Linked DNA regions of Arachis hypogaea: region 1 is linked to region 2. Evidence: chromatin contacts called from public Hi-C data. All regions are on one chromosome and are shown on one strand. The core of a region is the stretch at or near the end of the contact, and the rest is flanking DNA. Distances in the headings are between cores, read along the strand shown.

Region 1 (7,202 bases), core at 1,201-3,700, 220 kb before region 2:
CTAACAAATTTGTTAGCAAAACATTAATATATAAATATGTTGCTTTCTTTTATCATAAATAATTTAATTAGACCTGTTATCCATTCGACCTACAATAAAATAAATAAAGATATTACAATTCAGATATGACAAACATTAAAAACAATACACCTTCATATATTTAACAAACGTGAATGTTATAGTTGTATGTTTGAAATTATATATTATAATTATAAATTAAAAGTATAAAATACATAATATATGTACTAATATAAATAATTATAACAAGTAATATATAGTTATAACTTTATATGCATATATAATCGAGCCAGTGAGTTGAGCTTACCCAAGCTCAAATTCGGCTCATTTAATATATGAGCTCAAATTCAAGCTCAAGCTCGGCCCACAAGCTCAGCTTCTTGAGCTGTTAACGAGTCGAGTTCGAGCTAGCTTGACTCACTTTCAGTTCTAGCGACATGATATGCTATAACACAATATATGTAATTAATATAAATTTAAGAGAAAAACATAATTCTTAAACGAGAGGAGCAATGACAGTTATTCATTTATTGCAGGAATTTATATTTATATACGAGTAAATATAACTATATAAAAATTCTAAAAATATAAATTTTAAAAAATAATTCGAAGTTGTTGAAAGTATAGACAAGACAACTGTGACAGAAAAAAAAAGGCAGACCCAATTTCCACCAAAACTTGTAAGGCTGAAATACTAAACCATACACATGGGTTATTTTCTAGGTAGAGAGTGGTAAGCTTTTCTTTTGAACCAGCAACAGCCCCAGCAATCCCTTCAAGCGAATCTATTTGATTGTCATTCAGCCACAAATCTTCTAATCTGTATAGTAGATTAAAAGGAGCAATAAAATTAAGAACATAAGGCTAGCAACTACCAAGGATTATATTGTGTAAAAAATGAAGGTATATACATACTTTGTGAGGTTCTGAATGTCATCCACAGAGGTTAGCTTATTTGATGATACATCTAAAACCCGAAGGTTGACCAGAGAAGACAAGCCTTCCATTTTTGTGATACCATTATGGCTCAGGTATAGTTCTTCTAACGTTACGCAACCCTAAATCCAAAACACGATCCAAAGATATTAACTTCAAATTAAAACAATGAGGAAAAGAAAACGTGTCATAAACAAGTTTCAGTTTGAGTAATGACTCTTCGCTAAACTAAAAAATTTTGCTTGATGCAATACCTCGAATCCTGCCATCGAAGTGAGGCGATTGCTTTGCAAACTAAGCTTCTTGATGGATTTGAGACCACATAGGTTTACAACTTTAATCCGATTCCGGCCAAGCCACAGCTCCTGCAAATTCGTCAAGTTCTGCAGATTCTCCATCACCTGAACCAAAAATCGAAATCAAAATCAATCAATCAATCACAGCACAGTTCAAGTACATGCCACGAACCAACTAAGTAACTAACTAACCCGCAACTTGTTGGAACCGAGTTCAAGAATCTGCAAGTCAAGGAAGTGATCAATCTCTTCAATCTTAGGAACTTCATTCTTCGAGACATAGAGCTCCTTGAGGGTGTTGGAGACAGCGGACAAGCCATGAAGAGAGTTGATTTCGTTGAAGGAAACATCGAAAACCAAAAGGCTCTTAAATATCTTCATATCAGGAATCTTCCTCAATTGATTATCCCGCAGCACAAGCTCCTACGTATTGCACCACACCCGATTATTCCAATTCCACGTAAATTTACACGCCAAACTCAATTAGGTTAAGTTGACGCCCAATTTCACCCTAAATGGGGAGAGAGAGAGAGAGAGAGAGAGAGAGTACCTGGAGATCGGAGAGAGCGTTCCAGGAAGAAAGGGGCAAAACGGCGTCGTCTGTGATGAGATTCTGACGAAAAGAGAGCTTCTTGAGATGAGAGAGGTTCCCAATGCGAGGGTCCAACGACGACAAACGATTCGCTGTGAGGTCCAACTCGGTCAGGTTAGGGGGTAACTCGACCGAGTCGAGGTCGTGCATCTGGCAGCTCGTGAGATCCAGCACCGTCGCTGAAGGATCCCCTTCCTCCCCATCCCTTCCGGCCGATGATGCTTCCACCTCCGACGATGTTTCGTCCGCCATTCTTTTCTCGGCCACGAATATTTTCAGCCCTCTTACTGCAGCTTACGCTCAACTAAAACATTGTTTTTTTATTTAATTATTTTTTGTCAAGAACATTGTTTTGCTTTTAATTGATGAACAGAAAAGAGGAAGTCAGAGTATTCGGCCGTTATGTCCAGCCCAATAATATTTTTTCCAAGCCCAGAAACTGGCCTTTCGATAGTAAGCATACCTTTTACACAAATCGATTGAATGAGCCGTAGCTCACACACATTCCATCCCCTCTTCATCTCAAAGGTTTCGGACTCAACTTCTACTAACTATAATCGAAGAGAAAAAATTGGTAAACATACGAGGAGTGTATGGATATATGTTGTACCTAAGATTGAGTGTTATCCAATCTACTTGACCAAAAAAAATATAACTTGCGATTAAAACAAAAATGAGTAGAGTATAAAATCACAACTCATTTAAAAGTTGATTAATTAAACTTAGTTTGTATAACTTGCGATTTAAACAAAAAATAGATGAGCTTGTCTATCATTTTTTGGACTCCTTTTACATGTTCAAGTCTTTTTGATAAATAAATCCAATTAAATTAGTATAAATTTAACAAAAATCAGTTTTATTAGTGGAGTCTGAATACACACTTCAATTACATAAATCTTTTCGCATTTCTTTCCTCATCCTCCTTATTTTTTGCGTTTCTCCTCTTCTTTCTTTGAATTTCTATTCCTTCTTTTTCGTGTTCCTCCTCTTTCTTTTTCGCGTTTCTTTTTTTGGTTTTATTCCTCTCAAGAAAGTAAATCAAAAAGAATTTTGAGAAAATAAAATTAAAAAAAGATGAAAAAGAAGAAGTAAAGAAGCGAAAGATAAGGAGGAGAAATTCAAATAAAACAAAACCAAATGAACCTAAATTAAACTAAGAAATGAACTAAAATTTCTTAAGGAATAAAAAATTTGGTCAATATTTAATAGCAGCATCAAGTGAACCTCAGTTAATTCACAAATGAACCAAAATTAGTTTAGATTTAACAAAAACTAACTAAACAACTACACATGAACAAGTTCAGCAAATTCAAGCGAAACAAAACCAAATGAACTTAAATTAAACTAAGAAATGAATCGAAATTTCTTAAAGAACAAAAAATATGGTCAATACTTAACAACAACATCAAGTGAACCTCAATTAATTTATAAATAAACCGAAATTAGTTTAGATTTGAACAAAAACTAACTAAACAACTACATATGAACAAGTTCAACAAATTCAAATGAAACGAAACCAAATGAACCTAAATTAAACTAAGAAATGAATTGAAATTTCTTAAGGAATAAAAAATTTGGTCAATATTTAACAGCAGCATCAAGTGAACCTTAGTTAATTCACAAATGAACTGAAATTAGTTTAGATTTAAACAAAAACTAACTAAACAACTACACATGAACAAGTTCAGCAAATTCAAGTGAAACGAAACCAAATTAACTTAAATTAAACTAAGAAATGAATCGAAATTTCTTAAAGAACAAAAAATTTGATCAATACTTAACAACAACATCAAGTGAACCTCAATTAATTTATAAATAAACCGAAATTAGTTTATATTTGAACAAAAACTAACTAAACAACTACGTATGAATAAGTTTAGCAAATTCAAATAAAATGAAACCAAGTGAACCTAAATTAAACTAAGAAATGAATTGAAATTTCTTAAGGAATAAAAAATTTGGTTAATAGTTAATAGCAGCATCAAGTGAACCTCAATTAATTTACAAATGAACCAAAATTAGTTTAGATTTGAACAAAACATTAAAAAAAATTCAATCATCAACAAAAATATGTTGAATTTATTTCTGAATTCAAATGAACCTCAAATAAACTAAGAAATGAACCGAAATTATATAATAATGGCACTAGAGAAAATAAGAACCAATAAAGATGTTAGCAAAAATATTAGTGTTGTTGCTGATAACGATAACGAAAGAGAACGATAACGAAAAAGAAAAAAAAAAGAAGACACAAAAAAGAAGAATCTACGTACGTGAATTTAAACTAAAATGTGCACGTATGAATTTAAAATACTTAGTTGAATTTCATTAGAATTATGACTTAAATGTAAAGTTTTATTTTATATATATATATAAAATTGTCTTTCTTGTTAATTTTTTTTATTCTAAATAATTATTCTAAAATTATATAAATATATGATATTTTTATTTATATAAATATCAAATAAAGAGATAATTTTTCTCTAAAATAAAATAAAAAATAATTATTTTTTTATTTTAATTTTTAAATACAATTTTTTTATTTGAAGTTAGAGCGAGTTTGCCATACTCCCGACAAATTTTATATCTTTTATAGAGTTCGCCTTACCGACGAATTTGTTTTAAATAAAAAAAATCGTATTTAAAAAATTAAAGTTAAAAAAATAAATTTTAAAAAATAATTATATTTTTTATTTTATTTCAGTGAAAAATTTAATAAAAAGATGGTTAAAAACTTAAAATTATATAGTAATTTATTTAAAACAAAATAAAAAAGTTTTAAGATATGGACCTAACTTATTTTTCTTATTTTGTGGTTGCCACAAGGCCGCTGTAACTATGCCATTCATTTGACCCTTTTACTACTGGAAGGCGGAAGAGCTTCGGAACTGTGTAAGAAGCCTGAGGTTTGTGCACCACAGTTTACAGAGGAAAAACAAAACTATACAAAACTACATATCTTATGATTTGGATTCAAACTTGGCTAATGCTGTAATGCCAAGGTTGTTCCATCTCAAAGGTTCCATTTTTGCTTTCATTTCTCGTTGTTTTTCTGCAACAACAAAACACGAAAACGATGTTGTAGCATTGGTAGCTACCCAGCTGTCTAATTGTAGTGGGATACGTCAACTGAACCAACTATATGCCCATGTATTAACAACCCACTTTCTCGAATCAAATCCTGCACCTTTTAATTGGAACAATGTCATCAGGGCCTATGTTAGATTAGATGCTCCACGCAAGGCACTTCACATCCATGTTGCAATGCTTCGAGCAGGGGTTTTGCCCGATCATTATACCATGCCCATTGTTCTTAAGGCTGTGTGTCAGTGTTTTGCTGTTGAGCTTGGAAAGCAGCTGCATTCTGTTGCCGTGAAGCTTGGTTTGCAATCCAACGAGTATTGTGAAACAGGGTTCTTGGGTTTGTATTGTAAAGCTGGTGAATTTGGAAGTGCACGTAAGGTGTTTGATGAAAATCCTCAACCGAAGCTTGGTTCTTGGAATGCCATAATAGGTGGCCTTTCGCAGGCTGGGCTTGCCCAGGATGCAATAGACATGTTTATCAATATGAGGAGACATGGGTTTGTGCCAGACGGTGTCACCATGGTTAGCTTGACATCAGCTTGTGGGAGCATTGGTGACTTGAATTTGGCAATCCAGCTGCACAAATGTGTTTTACAGGCTAAGGATTCGGAGAAGACGGATATTTTGTTGTTGAATTCGCTGATTGACATGTATGGAAAGTGCGGCCGGATGGACTTGGCATATAGAATTTTTGCATCAATGGAGGATCGAAATGTTTCGTCATGGACATCCATGATTGTAGGATATGGGATGCATGGACATGTTAAGGAAGCACTAGATTGCTTCTGGTGTATGATAAAGGCAGGAGTAAATCCGAATTATGTGACTTTTATTGGAGTACTCAGTGCTTGCGTGCATGGTGGGACAGTTCAAGAGGGAAGATACTATTTTGATATGATGAAGAATGTTTATGGAATAACACCCCAAATGCAACACTATGGATGCATGGTAGACCTGTTGGGTCGAGCAGGATTGCTTGATGAGGCTAGAAAAATGGTGGAGGAGATGCCTATGAAGCCAAATTCTATAGTATGGGGGTGTTTGATGGGTGCATGTGAAAAACATGGGAACGTGGATATGGCAGAATGGGTAGCTAAGCATTTGCAAGAATTGGAACCTTGGAATGATGGTGCTTATGTGGTATTGTGCAATATCTATGCAAATCACGGATTGTGGAAGGAGGTGGAGAGAATAAGATCTTTCATGAAAGAAGGAAAGCTTGCTAAGGTTCCTGGTTATAGCCTCACAACAAATTCAAATTGAGGATTCAACAATAAATTAATTTGGCATTGGGAATTTTTCGGTCACTTCAACTTTTGTTTTGTATGGTTCATGACTTGAAATTTTGCCCTTTCTTCTTATGATTTTTTTTTTCTTAATTTCTGGGGATATGCTCGAAACCAAAGATAGTACCATAACATTGACGAGTATTTGTTGTGTTAGGAGCTTAAGGCCAGGCGAAGAATGAATTTAGGATAGATAGCTTATTTAGGAAGGAGGGAAACTTTGTTATATAATTTGTCTGTTGTTCATTACAGAATTGATAAGCTTTTTATTTTAAGAAGTCAGAAATTAAATTTTGGATTTGTAACTGAGGACTGAGAAAGATAGTGATTTGCCCAATCTGTAATGTGTGAAGAAAAAATACATTCACTTTATTATGGATAAAAAGAAAGGGAAAAGAGACTTTATTATGCAAGAAGCCAAGCTAGCCAATAGCAGTGCTCACGAAGAATAAGAAATATCAAAGGTTGCTGATGATAAATTGAGAACGAACTGATGTTTGGATTTTAGGGTAAAAGATGGTCACTAGTTAAAAGATGGTCACTAGTCCGATTATCAATTTATCATCGATATGTAAGTGTCAGGTAATGCTACGGTGAAGAGTGAAGAGTGAAGATGAAGAGTACAGTGTTGATGAAGAGTAAAGATTACTTTTTTTTTTTTAAGATGAAGAGTAAAGATTACCTTTTTTTTTTAAAGCAAAAAATACACATTCTTCTTTAAATTTAATAAATATCTTCATTCTTCACTTGATTCTATTCCACCAAAGAAAATTATGAAACTATGAAAGTGTTCCATCCCACAAACGAAAAATGCAGAAATTATTTTTAATATGGTGATGAAGATAATGTTTTAGCTGAATATTGATCTTTAAAGTGTATTACAGTATTGTGAAAGTGCAAAAACAAATGTTCAACCCTTTATATTGCAACACGCATCTTGCATGTTAACTCTCCACCTGCAAAATCCACCCATATGTAATTACACCAAAT
Region 2 (7,094 bases), core at 4,528-7,027:
AAAAATGGTAACTGTCTCATTTTAATAAATAGATTTCTTATCTAGTACTACTGTACTAGAAAGCTTGCTTGTCACAAATTCTAGTTGAAGACTTTAAGGAGTGGGACTGAGGAAGGCTAATAAATATTGTCTATTTTTTCGTTTTAATTACTCTTGCAAAGTATGATCTCATATCATTTAAGCTAAGTGAGACTAAAAGAATGTGTAAAAAATATCTTATATGATATGAAATCATACATTCTAAAACAAAGAAAAAAAATTATTTTTAAATTACAATCTAATTCTATTAATTTGTTCACTATATATTTCATACATCATTTGTTTTTCAAAAATTATATTAACACAATAAAACTAATTTGGACTGGCCTAATAGTCAATTCAATAAAACTTTAAAAATCTCTATACAATACAAATAAAAATATGTACAAAAATATTCACTATTTAAAAAAAAAAGATCAAATCGAAAATTATTATGAATTGTTTATGGCAGTTTATCACACTGAAAACCTTCAAGCATAAAGAGGGATGAAGTTCATATTCAAAACTTGATCCCTATATTCATGCACTACCAATGCTACAAACATTCAAGAATCCATTGAAGCACAGATAAGTTTCATCCTATCATTTCAGTTACACCAATGTAAGAGTATTTGTCCTCATGACATTGCGTGCGCTCTCTCTATATATATAAGGACAACCAAATGCACAAGCATCATGTGCGGTTAATGCATAGTTTGAAAAAGAGCGGTGTAATGTATGACCTAAAGAAAGGGTCACACACATGCCATACACTATTTCCTATGAACTAAATAACGTTCATGAAAATATAAATCTAGAGAAAAACTCTAGTGATAGCTTTTTAATCCTAGTGAGAAGTTCTAATGATGCTAATGGTCTTCACTCAGAGTTCTCACTCTTGATGGATCATCATTGTTTTCGCTTTACAGCGTTAGATCCATCTTTAGCTAGAAAGGATTGAACGCCCTTAACGAGTTCTTCCTTCATCATGAACAAAACAGCAGCAGCTAGAACACTTTGTACAATTTTAGTGCCCATGCCTTTGTAGAATCCATAGATCCCTTCATAGTTTATCATCTTAACAATTGCATCCCATGTGCCTGAATTTCAAAGATTATGCAACTTCAGGGAGGAAAGCAAATATTTTATACATATCTACTCCTTATGAATACTAGAGATTTGGTTAAGTAATATCCCAAATTAGTCTTCAAAGAATTTTTAGTCGAACAATTTAATCCTTGACAAATTTTATTCACTAAATCAATCTCTAACCTTTTATGTTGTTAGACACAGGGGCGGAGCCACATAGTGAGGAAGGGGGCAATGACCCCCGTAATTTTAATTTTTTACATGTAAATTATATGTAAATATCAGTTTAGTCCCCTTTAAAATTTTATTTTAATCTTATTTTATTGTGTAAATATTTTTAGTCCATTTCTAATATTTATCTAGTTCCCCTCCTGGTTAGACATATCAATTCTCATGTCAAACTTTGATAAGAAGTTTGATAGCTCAGTTCCTATCGTTATTTAATAAAGACATACCAGTCCCTAATAATTTTTAACATTTTCGGATTAGTCCTTTCATATAGGTGAACAATCTGACGAAATTAAAGTTTGGGACTAATTTGATGATTAAAAGTTTGGGGTATTACTAGATGTTGTTTCCTTACAACATTGGGGGACCAAATTTTTTCTATAGGAACTAAAAGCATTAACGTTGGGGCTATGTCTCCGTTGATCTTAATACTGTCGTGTCTTCATTGACAAAACAAGATCACAGGACAAGAAACCTAACACAGAATTGGATTATGGCATGCATTTATAACAGAAGATTGGCATAACTCACACCTGTATAATGGTGCCTGTTGTCCCCTGTTTTATCCTGTTTAGCTTGAAGCCTTGACTGTAAGAACATACAAGTGGGAATAGAAACGAAAAAAGCATTCCTTACTTATCTTGAATAATGGTGGAACCAAAACACAACTCAACCCATCACACGGCCCAAGCAAAGATACTTCAGCAGATTACTGTTTTAGTTCTTAATATTTGAACTACGTCTTAATTTCGTTCCTTGTATTGGAAACATCTTATTTTTGTCATATACGTCTTATCTCATCCTATTTTAGCGCTTTGGTCAAAATTAAAAATTTTTCTTTTAACATATCATTTCTTTGATTATCATCTTCTTTTTGGTAATGAACACAATCATAATTATAGTAGTTGTAGCAATGGTTCTAGTAATTTGAAAATAAAAAAGACAAAAAAAAAGTATCTTAGAAGAAAAAATTTTAATATTGTCTAGAAGACAAAAATAGGACGACATAAATATTTAGGACAAGAGTATGACATTTAAGATATTAGAGATTAAATCAAGACTTAACTCAGACAATTAGAGGCTGCATTCTTTTTTAAGGATCATATTTAGCCAATTCAAACCAACATGTTGAGAAAGATAATAAAATATACCTTGAGAACTAGAAGAGGATAAGTTACAACAGTAGCTCCAAGCTTAGCCAAAGCTCCAAGAAGAAATATCTAGTGCCATAAGGGAATCTTAGTCTGACAAATGTTGTAAACAATCAAAAGCAAATAAGGGAAGGAAGGTGTGAATATGATATCAGTTGGAAGTGATATACCTAGAGAAGCAAAATGAGAATAATACCTCAAATGCAGTTACCCCATTTCTACCCTTCTTATTCCCATAAGGTCTTCTTTTCATCTTTAATAACATGGTTTCATACAGCATGAACTGAATGGAAGGGTTGCATACCTGCAATTAGTGAAAAACAATCAATAATAGTTCATGTGATGATAATGAAAGAATTTATTTTCGAACGTACCATGATCAATGATGGTAACACACCATTCCAGAAACCAAGGATTCCACCTTCTTCATAGACTTGTATCTGCAAACACATATTAGTACGTTGCGTTATGGTATGGGAATCGATACGCGGTACACCACATATAAAATATTTATATAAAAAATATACTTATGATGTTCTCATACGCAGATAAATTGTAAATTGGTACGTATAAATTAGTACGTGACACGTCATCTAATTGGTGAAACATGTAACTATGGTATATTACACGTTGACATATGATGGTGTTTAGTCAAAACTAAAACAAAACATATTAACCCTTCAAGTGTCGGATGATCATTATTAATGTTTGAATGGTCTTTTTTCCAACAAAGTTAATCTTTCAAGGGTGATGATATACTTAACAAATCAATAATAATCACAATGGTCTCGGTCTATGTGTTCGAATATCACAAAGAGATCACTGACAAAGAATTTACCTACCACATGTTTAGTGTCATATGGAAGAGGCTTATCTGCAGGAAGAGGAACGCTTTCTTCACCACCAACAATTAACAATCCCATGTCAGGATCTTTCTTATTTGACTCTTTTCTTTGTGTCTGCATAGTAAAAAGTGGTTTTCCACAAAAATTGAAAAGACAAAAACAGTAATAATCAAGTTCAATGTAAGAAATCATTTCTTTCCATGATTCCTTCTCTTTAAAACAATGTTATCATGTAACTAAATTACCTGCATACGGGTGACAACAACCCATATAGGATTCGTCAAAAGCACATTAAGAGACCTACCAAAAATAAAATAAAAGAATTAAGTCATTGAGATCACATTATCTAATCATTGATTTTCACTAACATGATGTTGGAAGGTCAAATCGACAACACTTCACAAAGCATATGATTGAATTATAAGAAAATAAAGTAGAACCATTACTCATGCACTTAAATTTGCTGGGGCAAAAACAAACTATAACCATAGGGGTTCTTTTCTGGGCAGAAGAAAAGTACCCAGATAAAGCAGCAATAAAAAGAGAGGATAGCATTCCAACTGATCCATCACTGATGCCAATCTTTTTTTGTGTTAGTGCAGCTTCTTCGGCTCTGTTCCTGAATATTTGATAGAAATAATAATAAACACCCTGTACCATAAAATTTGTGAGAAACTAAACCAATATGAAATTCAAAGAAAAACATTGAACATGTTGCTATAAAAATACATGATGCAGCAATCATGGCTAGTTGGAAAACTTCCATAGTTCATTCTGAATCAAACAAATAAGTAAAGTATGTCAATAGTTATATTAAATAAGTCTCTAAAGTTTCCTTATCCATCTTAATAAAGTGTCAAAGGATAATCTTTTACCACTAACATAAGAAGAAAAATTGGAAGATGATCATTATAGGCTACCCTGTTGGCCTTCTATGAGATAAACATTTTAACACACTATTCACCAAGCAAAACTTCTACTTATTCGAGATTGGCAAAATTACACCATATTAGTCCTTCGGCCCTTTCCTATAAGTGACTCATCATGCTATTAAGGACTAGTATAGTACATTTTTGCCTATTTTTGGGACGTAATTAATGTAATTGGGATATCAAAGACTATTTTAGTGTAAGCGGTCAATCTCCAAGATCACTTTGGAGTTTATTTTCAATCTAATTTTCCCATTCATTATCACAAAAATGAAATATATCAACAAATAGTGTGATATACATTTCCGAAACATCATCCTAATCTCCTTCCTAACTTGTAAATTAAAAAAAAATTCTTTGTTTAGAAATTAGGAAATATCAATATTGATCAACAAAGTAAACAAATAGCAGCAATGTTTTATAAACTCATTTTTTCTTGTATGCCGAACTGACACACCTCTCGACCATTAGAGGGAGTGTGAGATCACCTTAGAAAAACTTGCAGCAACATCAACAACAGTTACAATTACACAAGAAGAGGTGTCTGATACAAAAAATAAAAAATCTCCAAACATAGTAAGCTGAAATAAGCTCACCTGAGATGCAGCAGTACCAACTAGTGATGGTATCAACCCTCCATACAATCGTTCCCACCCTTCTTCCTTCACAACCTATATCAGTATTTTTTTCCCAACAATCACAAACCTCGCTTTCTTCCTTTCATAAAATAAATTATTTAGCCAAAAAAAAATTACACTATGGCATTATGATTCAAGCTGAAATAAAGACAGAAAAAAGGACCTGGCACATTTGGTCGAGGGTTCCAACTTTACTCTTGATTTTCTTTACATCACGGTCGGTTTGTTGGCGAGTGTTTAACTGCAGATCACACCAGAAAAAATAATTATAAAACTCAAATCTTTCACGTCTTAAGAGAAAACCCACTATTTTCACGAGAGGATCGGATTTTGAAACCAAATTCTTACAGTTAGAAGAGGGTATGTTATGAGCTGAGAAATGATCCCTCCCCCAGCTCCGGCCAATCCATTGATCAAAGCGTCCGACATTTCTTTTCTTCTTTTCTGTTATTATTTATTTTCTCGGGAAAATGAAAATATTTCTCAGGAAAGCATGGCAACTGGTAACTAAGCAGAAAAAGAAATTAAGATTTAGTAATAGAGAGTGTATAGTAATTAGTATAGTAATTATTTATTTTCAATATGGATCAAGAGAATGGAATGGAATAAAGGCATGGAAGCACGACTTTCGGAATTTTGTGACGAAGCTTTCGTTTTGGTTGTTGTGTTTGGGAAAAAGCAAATAACGTTGACGTTGTTAACCGTTAAGGAAACAAGCTATAAGGGGTGCTCAACTGCCAAGTGCACTTTCGCAACTCATTTATTAAAAAAAATACAAACTAAGGCTGGTATTAATTTTAGCCTTTAAAAAAAATAAATTCAATCATGACCTCATACAAATAAAATTTATTTAACAAAAATATTGAAATGTGTTGTGATATATATGAATGGATGCCCATTTAATATATTGTGACTTTCTTCACAATGTTGGACGGCTAACTTTTCTAATAGAGAATTTTAATTTCTCAAGAAAGACTAAGCTTTATGAAACTTTGAAAAAGAATCCTTTGTACAAGTATAAATAGAAGGAGGGTCGGAAGCATATGAGGTACAACAATAATAAAAACAATAGCTTCTCTCTCTCGTAATATTCTTTCTCTTTCGTACTATTCTCTTAAATATTTTAATATTATTAAATATATTAATTATATCTACTATATTGATATAGTAATTATAGTGAATATTACTATTAGAGTTATCAAGTTATATTTCATATTTTATATTTGTTACCTCTTCCTTATTTATTTATTTAGTTATTCTACAACACGTTATCAGCACGAGACTCTGATCAAATTTTAGGAAGACTCCAGGTAACAAATTTTTATTATGTTAAAACTCTTTCATTTTAAATATAATGCTCTTGATATATTTAGAAATAATTATTTATCATGGATATAGATGTTAAAATCCATCTTGATTCAATGGATCTTGAAGATACCATTGAGGTTGAAAATAATACATCCCAGAAGGATAAAAGTCAAGGCCATGATTTTCCTTCATCGTCATCTTGACGAATGATTGAAAAATAAATATCCCACATTAAAAGATCTTGCAGATCTGTGGAAAGACTTTGAAGAAATGTACAATCATGTGATACTTCCTCAAACCTGATATGTTAGAGAAAACTTTTTTGACCTTCCATGTCTCGAATGTGCTCCTGCAGCAGCAGTATCAAGAAAAAAATTCAAAAATATTCTGAGTTAATTTCTTACTTTCTTGTTGCTGAACGCAACAATGAGTTACTTTTAAGGAATCATGAAGCGCGCCCAGTTGGCGCCGCCCCATTTCCTGAAGTAAATGCGGCAATTAACCCCAGAAGAGGTAAATAACAAGATTTTGATAACAAGAAAAATTATGGAAGGAAAAGAAATTATGTTCACAAGAAAGATCTCACTAGAAGTGGGATAAAGAAAGAAATAATGGGCAAAGTATATCAATTGAGGATAAATGCTTCCGTTGTGGTGGAAAGGGCCATTGGTCACGTACCTGTCGTACTCCAAGGCACCTAGTTAATCCTTATTAAGCATCCTTGAAAAGGGATGACAAAGAAAAGGAAACAAATTTTGTTTCAAATGATGAAAATTCCACCACTCATTATGATGTATCTAATTTCTTTAAGGATTCTGAAGGTAATATTGGCTATTTGATCAATGATGGAATAGTTTGATATGTGTATGTGTTTGTTAAGTATTCATG

The links. Hi-C and Micro-C count contacts between places; a contact is called where the count stands out from the background.
Region 1: a Hi-C map of leaf shows a contact between it and region 2, with 3 times the contacts expected there. The contact joins the promoter of LOC112715430 here to the promoter of LOC112715426 in region 2. A contact is called at or near these places in 2 of 8 Hi-C or Micro-C datasets (leaf and an unstated tissue).

What each region holds. Positions count from the first base shown.
Region 1 is chr10:27,003,530-27,010,731 of arahy.Tifrunner.gnm2.J5K5, reverse strand. It overlaps LOC112715430 (protein phosphatase 1 regulatory inhibitor subunit PPP1R7 homolog), which reads right to left and starts at 2,450. Exons shown (of 7, transcript XR_003159681.2): 1 at 1,801-2,450; 2 at 1,443-1,673; 3 at 1,209-1,355; 4 at 934-1,076; 5 at 724-838. LOC112715429 (pentatricopeptide repeat-containing protein At1g77170, mitochondrial-like) reads left to right here and starts at 4,683. Exons shown (of 1, transcript XM_025767195.3): 1 at 4,683-6,549. The coding sequence starts at 4,837. The coding sequence ends at 6,189.
Region 2 is chr10:26,783,455-26,790,548 of arahy.Tifrunner.gnm2.J5K5, reverse strand. LOC112715426 (peroxisomal nicotinamide adenine dinucleotide carrier) reads right to left here and starts at 5,777. Exons shown (of 11, transcript XM_025767193.3): 1 at 5,247-5,777; 2 at 5,062-5,139; 3 at 4,857-4,931; 4 at 3,852-3,982; 5 at 3,577-3,631; 6 at 3,329-3,445; 7 at 2,861-2,926; 8 at 2,683-2,790; 9 at 2,487-2,555; 10 at 1,869-1,923; 11 at 573-1,118. The coding sequence starts at 5,327. The coding sequence ends at 928.